Regions from separate parts of the Mus musculus genome. Here all the other regions are linked to region 1. The links are chromatin contacts, called in public Hi-C maps. All regions are on one chromosome and are shown on one strand. The core of a region is the stretch at or near the end of the contact, and the rest is flanking DNA. Distances in the headings are between cores, read along the strand shown.

Evidence for each region. Hi-C and Micro-C count contacts between places; a contact is called where the count stands out from the background.
Region 2: a Hi-C map of uterus shows a contact between it and region 1, with 4 times the contacts expected there. The contact joins two enhancer-like sites. A contact is called at or near these places in 4 of 39 promoter capture datasets (cranial neural crest, embryonic stem cells, hippocampal neurons and 1 more), 2 of 484 Hi-C or Micro-C datasets (nephron progenitors and uterus) and 2 of 115 datasets of contacts at active chromatin or transcription factors (embryonic forebrain and stem cell-derived neural progenitor cells).
Region 3: a Hi-C map of uterus shows a contact between it and region 1, with 5 times the contacts expected there. The contact joins two enhancer-like sites. A contact is called at or near these places in 3 of 484 Hi-C or Micro-C datasets (bone marrow-derived macrophages and uterus), 3 of 115 datasets of contacts at active chromatin or transcription factors (embryonic basal ganglia, embryonic fibroblasts and pancreatic cancer cells) and 1 of 9 other capture datasets (embryonic stem cells).

The regions. Positions count from the first base shown.
Region 1 is chr2:5,452,800-5,456,654 of GRCm38.p6, forward strand. All of the region lies in intron 2 of Camk1d (calcium/calmodulin-dependent protein kinase ID), which reads right to left. Among named protein-coding and RNA genes, the nearest start is that of Gm36853, 28 kb to the right of the region's middle. Within about 2 kb of position 1,597, at least 3 of the 459 cell types and tissues checked have an H3K27ac peak or open chromatin away from gene starts, as enhancers often do. A contact at or near this core is called in uterus, where this site is marked.
Region 2 is chr2:5,146,545-5,150,399 of GRCm38.p6, forward strand. All of the region lies in intron 2 of Ccdc3 (coiled-coil domain containing 3), which reads left to right. Among named protein-coding and RNA genes, the nearest start is that of Ccdc3, 11 kb to the left of the region's middle. Within about 2 kb of position 1,862, at least 5 of the 459 cell types and tissues checked have an H3K27ac peak or open chromatin away from gene starts, as enhancers often do. A contact at or near this core is called in uterus, where this site is marked.
Region 3 is chr2:5,744,802-5,748,656 of GRCm38.p6, forward strand. Gm29857 (a long non-coding RNA gene) reads left to right here. Exons shown (of 3, transcript XR_373964.2): 2 at 73-133; 3 at 1,398-1,552. Among named protein-coding and RNA genes, the nearest start is that of Gm29857, 19 kb to the left of the region's middle. Within about 2 kb of position 1,815, at least 16 of the 459 cell types and tissues checked have an H3K27ac peak or open chromatin away from gene starts, as enhancers often do. A contact at or near this core is called in uterus, where this site is marked.

The DNA of each region.
Region 1 (3,855 bases), core at 347-2,846:
CAGGAGTCCAAGTTCCCCAGAACAGTCTTTACTACCCCCATGGGGCCTTGTTACAAACTCACACTTCACGGGCTCCTCTGCATGGTTAAGTTCATCAATCAGATGTGGGATTTACTGGACTTTGAAGTCATTCATACAAGAATGACCTGCTCCTCTTTCTATAATCAACCTCACATTGCCTGAACTCAGAAAAAATACTCAATAGTTTGCTTATGTATTTTATAAAATACTTTCCAGAAGAGGGCCTGGTTGTCTTTCATCCAAAGGAGAAATAATTTAGACCCGAGCGCGCGAGTGTGTGTGTGTGTGTGTGTGTGTGTGTGTGTCTGTGTGTATCTGTGTCTATATGTGTGTGTGTGTGTGTGTGTGTGTCTGTATGTGTGTGTCTGTGTGTGTGTCCAATGCTCAGCTCACAGAACTCAATGAAAGAATAGACAATTTATTCTGACATCCATAAAGCCTTACAGATCCTCATGGGCTGATGGGCTTACAAAATGTTGGAATATTTGACTGCCAATTGCTTTCTGCTTTCTATTACTACCCTTGGAAAACCAGCCGTGGGTCACAAGACCAATCCTATGTTAGACTTATCTGAGAAATTTTAAGATCTACGGAAACCTGACAGGGAATGCAGCTTTGCATGTACAAAGCCCTGGGCTTCATCAGCCAAACGTCACCCACCCATTCGCCCTCGATACCTAGTCCTGTTCCTGGACCTTTAAATTTACTTGCCCTGGGATGTGCCCTGTGCATGGTGATCTGTTTATTAAAACTACTCACCAAGCAGTGGCAACACATGCCTTTAATCCCAGTACCCGAGAGAGGCAGAGGGGCAGAGGGGCAGAGAGGCAGAGAGGCAGAGAGGCAGAGAGGCAGAGAGGCAGAGAGGCAGAGAGGCAGAGAGGCAGAGAGGCAGAGAGGCAGAGAGGCAGAGAGGCAGAGAGGCAGAGAGGCAGAGAGGCAGAGAGGCAGAGAGGCAGAGAGGCAGAGAGGCAGAGAGGCAGAGAGGCAGAGAGGCAGAGAGGCAGAGAGGCAGAGGCAGAGGCAGGTTTTACTCTGTGAGTTCAAGTCCAGCTTGGTCTACAGAGTAAGTTCCAGGGAAGCCAGGGTTGCACAGAGAAAATCTGTCTTAAAAAAACAAAACAAACAAAAAACCAAAAAACCTTCTCAAATGATCTAAGTGGACACAAACTGCTCAGTTGTTAAACAGTTGAGAAAGAATTTAGATGCTTAGGTGACTGGTGAGCCCTCAGGTTTAGTGGCCACTATAAAGTTATCCTAGGGGGATACATTTTCTTGACAACAGACCGTGTACTAACAGTAAGATTCTGGCTGTCCTGAGGAGAGTTTAGGGCCACACAGCCAGCCACACGGCCAGCCCGTTACTCCCCCTTAGGGGAGTGAGAAACATTGACAAGTTCCACCTGGTCACCTGCAACGCTTGTTTGTAATATTTCTTAGGCAAGCTTGGCAAGACTACTGCTTTGTGGTAGTATTGTTGCCTTTTTGGTACCTGTTTTGAAGAATAATATATGTGCCCAGGGCACTTGGACCCTGAGAACAGACACTTGGAGACTTGGAGGCCATTAAGGTGTTCAGTGTTCTTGGAAGAGAGGCAAACCCCTCAGGGGGGTTTATTAGCTCTGCTTGATGTGGGCATGGAGTATCCAAAGCACCTTCTAAGCTGGGTTCACGTTCCCTGTGGATGTGTAAATGTGAATACTGCAGCCTCGCCTGTATGGGATACTGTTGCCGACATAGATCAGGCCTCGACTTCATCCACCCCTCACACTGAAGGCTTGAGTTCGCAAAGCTTCCCCTCGCCAACACTGCTTTAAACTCACATGGAGGAAGGGGTAAAAACAACGCCTGGGGCAAAATTCTTGTTTCCATTTTCTGCCCTCCCTCCAAAACCCATTATTTTCTCGTCACTGATGAGCCACATTCACACCACTCTTGGTTTCACAGACCCCAGGATGACTTCAGACTATTAGCTGCCTAAGCACAGGCTCAGAAACATGGCCCAACAGGAGGCAGGACCTTCCACAGGACCACAGAGACCCAGGCGTCCTGAGAAGAGGAGGTCCCAGGGCGACCGCCTCTTTTCACAGGAGATGCAAGGCAGCTGGGACCCGAGTACGATCATAGGCATTCTGACAAAGCAGATGGAATAGGGTGACATTTATTTAGAGAGCAGTTAGCGAACTGTCAAATAAAAAAATGAAGAAGAAGAGAAGCAGAGCAGAGGGAAGTCTGTTTTGAACACTTGCCTAATGCCTGTGGCTTTGCAGACTTAGAGGACCAACGTTCCCACTGCGACAGGCCTTGGTGTTCTAGGAATGTGCCCACACTGGATCCAAGCTGCTGGATCCGCTGTTCCTTGACTTTTGCATTTTGGTAATTAATGATGTCACCCAGTCTGTCTGGGTCAGACCAGGCTGCAGAGAACCTGGCACATTCTAATGAGTGAGAACCTCTTTCAGGCAACTATATGTCAGGTATTAATGAGCATGTTTCGTGATTAGCTCTATGTTTGTTTTTAATCTCATATCTGTTTTTCTTATCATTTCCATTGAGTGTACAAGAAGCACAAGGTCCTCTGTTCTTTTTTGGGAAAGTAGCAGCGAGTTTCTTTGGAGCTGAGATTAGCGTCGCGATTAGAATCGGGTTTTGCTTTGTCCCAGAGTTTTCAAAAGAAGCTTGCTACAGACCTCACCTCTTGGCTTCGCAGTACCGGGTGGCTGAGTGTGCTGAAGCAGTTCTGAGTTTATAGTTTGGTGGTGCCCTGATAATAAAAGACCAGGACCCAAAGGATATTAGCTCTTAGGAAGTATCTCAGGGCCAGCTTAAGCACTGCTTACAACATACTCAGGACACTATAAACAGTTTGTGAAAAATCAACTGGCTGCTATTCACCTAGATTTCTAGAAATCCCATGGGGGTGGCACCAAGAAGACTGTTCAATTGGTAAGGTGCTTGCTTTGCAAGCTTAAAGCCATGAGTTCAAGTCCCAGAGTACATATTAAAGCAACAACAAAACAGGAATGGCAGCCCAGGTTTGTATTCCCATCACTAGGGAAATGGAGACAGGCCAATGCAGCTGACCCAGCCTACTTGGAATATCAAGGCAAGCAGAAGCCCTGTGTCAAAAAGCATAGTAAATGGGTGACCAAGAAACAAAACCTCAAAGCTATCCTCTGGTCTTTTCTCTCTCTCTCTCTCTCTCTCTCTCTCTCTCTCTCTCTCTCTCTCTCTCTCTCTTGCTTGTGTGTGTGTGTGTGTGTGTGTGTGTATACAAACATACAGACACACGCACACACACCAGAGAGAGGGGGAGGGGAGAGAGAGAAATTTCAGAGTTTCAAGAGAAATTCATAACTTAACAGTCCCATGAGGAAAGGGGACATAAAACCAAGCTGCCATATGGAACCCTGACAATGACACCCAGGGAACCAGACAAGAGGAGTGTGACACTCACTGCTCTCCTGTTCAGCAGAGCAGCTGGCAGACTCAGATGATCACAGTCTGTAAGCCAAAAGCCAAGGTGATCTGGGCCAGGCTGAGGTCACACACAGGCCACTGGGTGCAGTGGCAGTGCCTTACCTTATCACAGCAGCCAGGCAGAAAGATCTTTGCCTCCCTGAGCACCAGACGTCATTACACCCACTTTCCCTGGTGTTTTCCTATCTTGTTTTTATGGTCTTCTGGTTTCCCAAATATTTTAGAAAATTCAGTGCAGACCCTGAGACCACCAACGTATCTATTGTCTGCACTAGCAGAATTTACCATAGACAATGTAAAATCAGAAGTCAAAAATTCACACTGATACATAGTGTACTTCCCTGTCTAGGTACT
Region 2 (3,855 bases), core at 612-3,111, 310 kb before region 1:
TGAATTCACTCCAGATAAATGTGTAGGGTGGCTTTCCCTTTACTTCTGGTCATTTATCGGTCTGTGGCGCCTGGCAGGTGTTTTTTGTGTGTTTTACACAGGGGTTGTGTGTTTATACAGGGGTTGCAGTCTTCCTTTCTTAAAATGGAGTAAAAAAGGTCTTGGGGGACAGACAAGTTGATAAACCACTGCTTTAGATCACATGGGGTAACTCAGAGCAGCCTCATCTCAATATCACACAAACCTAACAACCTGAGTCAGGACCCTCAGAACCTGCATCAAAGTTGGATGCATAGTGCAGGTATCCATAATCCTAGCATGCTCCTACTGGGAAACAGGAGGCAGCGACAGGGTAAGTTTTACAAGCTCTTCAGTCAGCTAGTCTAGCATAGTCAGTGTAAACAGACCCTGTCTCAAATGAGGTATAAGGTAAGACCGACACCTGAAGGCCATCTTCAGACCTTCACAAGAATATCATACATGGCTGCGGACACAGACACAGACACAGACACAGACAGAGACAGAGACAGACATACACACACACACACACACACACACACACACACACACACAGACACACACACACAGACACACAGACACACAGACACACACACACACACACAGACACACACAGACACACACACAGAGAGAAAGAGAGAGAGATATGCATAAACACACAAAATTTACCTTAGAATCAATATATTTACTTGTAAAAATTCTATTGTGAACCTTGTAGTCTTTCTCTGTAGTGTGAAGTAATTCATTTGGTTGTGTGTGGGTGATTCTAATGGTTGCTCAGAGTGATTCAAATGGTCACGTGTGGACAAAGAGCTTCAGGAAGAGTTACCATCCCTTCCTTCCTTCCTTCCTTCCTTCCTTCCTTCCTTCCTTCCTTCCTTCCTTCCTTCCTTCCTTCCTTCCAAACAGCAAACACAAACTGAAAAGCAAGCAAGCAACAACAGGTACCCTTCCTGGGGGCAGGCAAGCCTCTTCCTAGGACGAGCTTGCCTATGATCTCAGACTTGTTACTTGTTTTCCCACAACCTCCTGATGGTTCAGAATTGTTGTGTAGGTCACTGTCCTCCAAGTAGGAATAAATGCTGGGCTGGGAGGCTTTTGTGAATGAGAACCCACTAATCCCTCACGTGTTCAGTGAGTGAGTGGCCTTGGACATTGTTGTTCTCAGTGTCTTATGTGTAGTGTAGGTGTGTAGCGAGCTCTTATGTGTCTTGTTGTTGATGCTGTTGCCCTCCAAGCTTCCTTGCAGCCTGGACAGGTGACCTAGACTCCAGTCATGAAGGACCAAGGTGATCTGGAGGGATGGGATGGGGTTGTAGGGAACTCTTACATGGGGATGCTTTCATGCACCAGACCCAGGCTGCCATTCAACTGGATCAGAAGGAGCAAAATCCTCCCTCACTCTGGTCTCTTCCCAGTACTTTATTTTTAAAATACCCCCTCCTCACCCCTTACTTAGTTTATAGAGACACAATCTTGCTTTCAAAAGTTGCCAAGACATCGGGAGTGTCACCAAGTGCTCAGCTCCTCTCCACTGGTGTCACGGTGCTAATGGGGCTTGAGGGGATGTCTTTGGCAATCAGTCTTTACTAGCAGGATTCTCTGCACTCCAGCCAAGAACATTTTTCCTTTCTGTTTTCCCCCTGCTTGGGTGAGTGTAACAGTCAAAACAGAAGTTGGACATTTTTCCTTTTCTGCCAGTACTATCCCCTGGGACCAAGACCTACCCTGACCTGACTTACATTAGTCTGTCATAAAATGGCATGGGTTTAAAATAAAACCTGTGAAGGTCAGGCTGCCCTCCGCTATCCGCACATTCTCCTTTCCTTGTCTGGAGTGGGGAAGGAGCTGTCTCATCCTAGGCTGCTTCAGAAGGAATGTAAACTCTTCATTGGATCTGGATGGCTCGGTGTCAGGAGGACTGACCTTGGGCAGGTCCTTCCACTTCTTGTAGCTGAAGTTTGTTCATCTAGAAGATGAGGCCCGCAGAAACAAAGATTGCTGCACTGGAGTGTGTATCCAATGCACTTTGTAAACAATGCAAAGCACTTCCGGATTCATCATGACTGTAGTCATTTCAAAGGCTTTCAGCATTGCGTTTTTACAATTTAAAAAAAAAAAAAACTCTCTAGGGCTGGAGAGAGCATATCCTCCTCTTGCAGAGTTCCCAGCATCCAGCATCCATGTCAGGTGGCTTGAGAGGCACCTGTAACCCCAACTCCAGGGAACTGAGTGCCTTCATGTTCACATTTGCATACACACACACACACACACACACACACACACACACACACACACACATACATACACACACACACACACACACATACACACACACACACACACACACACACACACACACGCAACTAAAAAAAAAAAAGGTTCCTATTACCCCACCCCCACCCACCAGGTAACTCCTAAGACCTGCGGGGACTGGCAACTGCTAATCCCAGCCCAACTCCCTAGATTGAGGAGAATATGTATTAGTTAGGCTTTCACTGCTGTGAACAGATGCCACGACCAAGGCAACTCTTATAAGGACAACATTTAATTGGGGCTGGCTTACAGGTTCAGAGGTTTAGTCCACTATCATCATGGCAGGAAGCATGGCAGCATCTAGGCAGGCATGGTGCAGGAGTTGCTGAGAATTTTACATCTTCATCTGAAGGCTGCTAGAAGACTGGCTTCCAGGCAGCTGGGATGAGTGTCTTAAAGGCTGCACCCGCAGTGACACACCTATTCTAACAAGGCCACACCCACTCCAATAAGGCCACACCTCCTCATAGTGGCACTCCCTGGGCCAAGTGTCTACAAACCACCACAGAACAGTAGAGGGATGGGAATGAGTAAGTAACTATTCATATTTTCTTCCATTCAGCAGCATTTAATACATTTAATAACTACTGGGCAGGAGCACTCTGAAAAAGTATGTTAATTGAATTGCAAAGAGATGACACATTCATGTGCTAACAGCAGATCTCCCTCTCTGACGCTTGCTCCCCAGTTCTTACCTACCCCACAGACAAACAGCCGGGGTTCTTAGTTTCTTGTGCAAACATTCAATCTGTGTTTTGATGCTGCAAACACAGTTCAACATGTCTTATTTACTGTTGTCTTTGCTAGGCTGCTGGAGCACTGAGGCACTTACCTGTGCATCGCTTTATTCACATATAGATTTCAAGGATCTTTCTGTTTCTGAACGTCTTAAATGGCTGCACAATATTCCATTGTATGGATTTAACATGATATGTCATGTTTAATGGAGCCTCCTGCTGTTTGGTTTTTGAGTCATTTCTAGTACAGCATCATCACAAATAGTGCTGACATCATTATATATAACTAATTGTAGGACTCACTACTGTGGCTAATCCTTAGCAAATATTTGGGTACCTCCCATGATGCAGTTACATTGTGAGATGCTACAATTTCAATATTTAGCAAAGCCCAGATGTCATATAGTCGTATAATCCTAATTAACAACAGACATAATCAAAAGACCATATGGATCAAAATATAACCAAAAGATTATTGCATAATGTTAAATGGAAATAATTGTTCCAACCTAAGAACTTAAGCAAGTAAAGATCCTTTCCTGGACTTGAAGGGGAAGAAAACCTTCTCAGATGAACGGATACAAACTGAGATAAGACCTAGACTGTAAAGGGGCATTCAAGTCAATGTGGGTGACTGTGGTTCAGAGACAGAAGAACATGCACAACAGCCCTGTGATGGCGAGGTATGTGGTGTGAAGAAGAGCCTTGTAGTGGAGCAAAGGCTACGAAGCCTGAGTTACAGCAGGAGCCGGACCACTAGGCTTGGTAGATCTGAAGAGGATCC
Region 3 (3,855 bases), core at 565-3,064, 290 kb after region 1:
AATAATAATAATAATAATAATAATAATAATAATAATAATAACCTGTAATGAACAACCTACTTTACCTCCTAGACTCCTTGAGACCAGAAAGGCAGCCTGGTGTTGTTTTTGAGTTACTGAGATCAAGATGAAGGTGAGGGGTGGGGCGAGGGATGTGGCTATATGTGAGAGCCAATGTGCTGTTCCCCTGTGAAGCTTAGCACTAGGCAAGAGGACAGACCACTGAGGCATATATAGTGTGAGGGGTGGGGTTTTTTCCATGTTTTCTTTGGGTTGGGTTCTTGTTTTTTGTTTTTTTTGGTTTTTTGGGGTTTTTTTGTTTGTTTCTGAGACAGGGTTTGTCTGTGTAGCCCTGGCTGTCCTGGAACTCACTCTGTAGACCAGGCTGGCCTCGAACTCAGAAATCCACCTGCCTCTGCCTCCCAAGTGCTGGGATCAAAGGCGTGTGCCACCACTGCCCGGCTTTGGGTTGGGTTCTTATGAGAATTTATGTTCCTGAGGAATGTGTGAAAAGGAGTTGGCTATATCCAAACCTCCTTCCAGCCCCCAAATCACACGGATCTGGGGATGGCTGGTCTTTTCCAGTACTATCCTTAAAGGAAGAATTCCGAGTGAGTAATCAAGCTACCTACAGCAGTTAGTTAGGTTTTGCTTCATTGATGGTCATACCTCCAGCACTCTGTATACACCATATACCTGTGTTCTAGACCACTGCACACAAACTATTGGCCATTACTAAGCTATTGTGCATACTATAATGGAACACTTCAGAGACAGCCAAACCTCACGAAATCAGAAGAAAGTCCAATCAAACTCAGAGAAAATCTAGCCCTGGTATTTCAAAGAGAAAGGTGACAACCCTGGCTAGCCGTTTATATACCTTACAGCTACCTCTGCAAAGGGCCATTTTAATAAACTGGGAAAAGAGATGAACTTACTGAACCGTGTATCCAAAGCACAAAACATTTCAGCAAAACCATTTTCTCTGAATCAGCCCCCACACCCTGTTTTCTTATTCACCTCTATGGTCTTTAGTGAGATGGACTTCTTGAAATTGCTGATAGTGGGTTGTTAATGCTAAACAAGGAGTGTCTGAACTTGACAAGTCTGTACTGTAGCCTGGAGCCCTTGGTTAACCACTGATACAGCCTCCGTCTCGTCAGTTCTAGGAGGCTGACATTTTGGGTTGAGGTTTTGTTTTTGTTTTTTTTTTTTTTTGGTTTTTTTTTTTTTTTTTTTTTTTGTCTTGTGTTTTGAAAGCATCTTGCTTTGTAGCTCAGGCTTGCCTCAGGCCCTCCCTGCCCCCCAGCCCAAGTGTTGGGAATACTGGTGTGTGCTACCACCTCTGGCCTTAGGAATTTGATTTTTAAATTCATTTTTTTTCCCTTGCCTCCCAGGAGCTGCTCTCTGCATTCTGTCTGCTTCCCTCCCAGCTGTCAAACCCTGAGCTGTTAAAAACACAAAATACAACATTTTGCCCATCATCATCCAAATAAACCCAGTCCATCCCAGCGATGGATTCTAGAAGCAAGTGGGAAGTTTTACAAATTGCCCAGTGCGTGGATTCACGCATGAGCATCCGCTTCATCCTCGCTGAGACCCACGGCAGCGGTAAGAAGACAGCCTGGTGGTCAGGAAAACAGTCTTTGGAGTTGGATGTTTCCAAATTTCAACCTCAGCCCTACTTGTAGTGTAAATCCATTCTCTAAGCTCCTGCTTCCTTAGCAGTAAAACGGGGAGGATTAATGTAGTGAGCTGGACAGTCTGCTCAGGCCATAGAGCGCATGCGTAAAGTCCGAGCGAGCAGCGGCAGCGACCCTAGGACTCCTTACTTGGAGGTGCTATGCGCAGCCTCTTCTTAATAAGGGACAGGAAGAACAAGATTCTCTTCCATCTCCCCGCTGCTGACATGTGATGGGTGTGTGGAAAATGTTCCCATTCAGGTGACAAGTAATAGTTAAAATATTTGATAGTCTCCTGAGCTGCCCAGTAAATCGGACCTCCCACGTGGGAGCTGGCTCTTGACACAGCACAGCTGTCTCCAGAGAGTTATGTGTGAGGAGCCACTGGAAACGAGGCCAGGTCAGGTGGATTGTCCAACACCTAAAGCAACTGCTGGGAAGTTGCTGATTGGAAGAATGAGCCCTAGGATGTACAGGGAGTGAGCAGGGAGCTGGGGGAGCACCTTTAAACTCAGCTCAATTCCACAGAGGCTCAAGACCCCCTTGCCCCCCCCCCCACCTCCCTAATCACCAGCAGCATTGACTTTCCAAAGGAATCTCTCTCCATAAGTTTGAAAAGAAGTTGGCTTTGGGAACTGGAAATGCATGTTCTTCCAGAAAGTGTTTGCAAGAGTCATCTTGCTTTTCTAATCAGGGCCCCCAAGGTATAGGCCATCAGTCAGGTCATCAAAGGTATAGCTGAAGCAGAAGCTATAAGCTTGGGCAGAGATGGCCAGTGACCTACTTGCTTGAGTCACAGCAGCAAGGCAGTAAAGAAAGCTTCCACGTGCCTCAGTTTCCCCATCTTCAAGTCGTATAACTACTGCACACTGTTGCAAAGATAAAGCAAGTTGGGCCACATAAAGCATTTAGATCATGAGATGTATATTCTTTAAATAAATTGAGATTATCATCAAGTCTATGAGGTCACTGATTGGGAGCTTCAGATGGCTACAGGGAGGAACTCAGACATCCAGCGATAATTGGGATTTATACAAGAGCCCTGTGGCCAAGGAGAAGGCTGTCAAGGGCTTTCTGGGAGTTATTTTAGGAATAGTTATTACCGCCAGTTTACCCAAGAAGAAACTTGGACCCAGGAAAGCAAGAGAATTTATCTAGCAAGATTGATATCACTTCCTCTGGTGGTTTGGCCCCATTGACTCATGCTTGGCCTATGGGGAGTGGCACTATTAGGAGGTATGGCCTTGTTAGTGGAAGTGTGGCCTTGCTGGAGTAGGTGTGCCACTGTGGGGGTGGACTTTGAAGTGGTCTAGTGTTCAACTCCACCCAGTGTGAAAATCTCAGCGCCTCCTCCTGGCTGCCTAGGAAGACAGTCTGTCTCCTCCTGGTTGCCTAGGAAGGCAGTCTCCTCCTGGTTGCCTGCAGACCAAGGTGTAGAACTCGAAGTTCCTTCTCCAGCACCATGTCTGCCTAGACACTCGTGTGCTCTCTGAAACTATAAGCCAGCCTCAATTAAACGTTGTTCTTAGAGTTGCCTTGGTCATGGTGTCTCTTCACAGCAATGAAACCCTAACTTTTTCTACCATTATATCCCTTCTTGTTGCCCCTCTCTGGTGCTATGCCCAGAAAAATGAGTTCCCTTTGTAAGCCAGATATTTGTCAATAATTTTCATCTCAAAGTACCAAAAGACTCAAACAACAGAAAAGGGAAAAAGCTTACTATATACACCTCCAAGGAGTATCCATCCCTCACTCTGACTCCCCTCGAAATCCCAATTCCCTAGAGCAGTGGTTCTCAACCTGTGGGTCACAAGCCCTTTGGCAAACTTCTATCTGCAAAAATATTTACATTACGATTCATAACAGTCGCAAAATTACACTTATGAAGTAGCAACAAAAATAATTTTATGGTTGTGGGTCCCTATAACATGAGGAACTGTATTAAAGGGTCGCAGCATTAGGGAGGCTGAGAACACTGTCCTAGATCACTTTGAAGGGCTTCTTGAAGGGGCCTCTGAATACTGATATACTACTGACTCCTGAATCCAGAGTTGTATTATGTAAGGGGAGGGGCACAACTGGGGTGGCCCAAGAGGAGAAACAGGCGCCAAGACTTCTAATATTCATGAACACTGGTCTTGCCTTTACCTATGCAGGTAACTCAGAAGGAAGC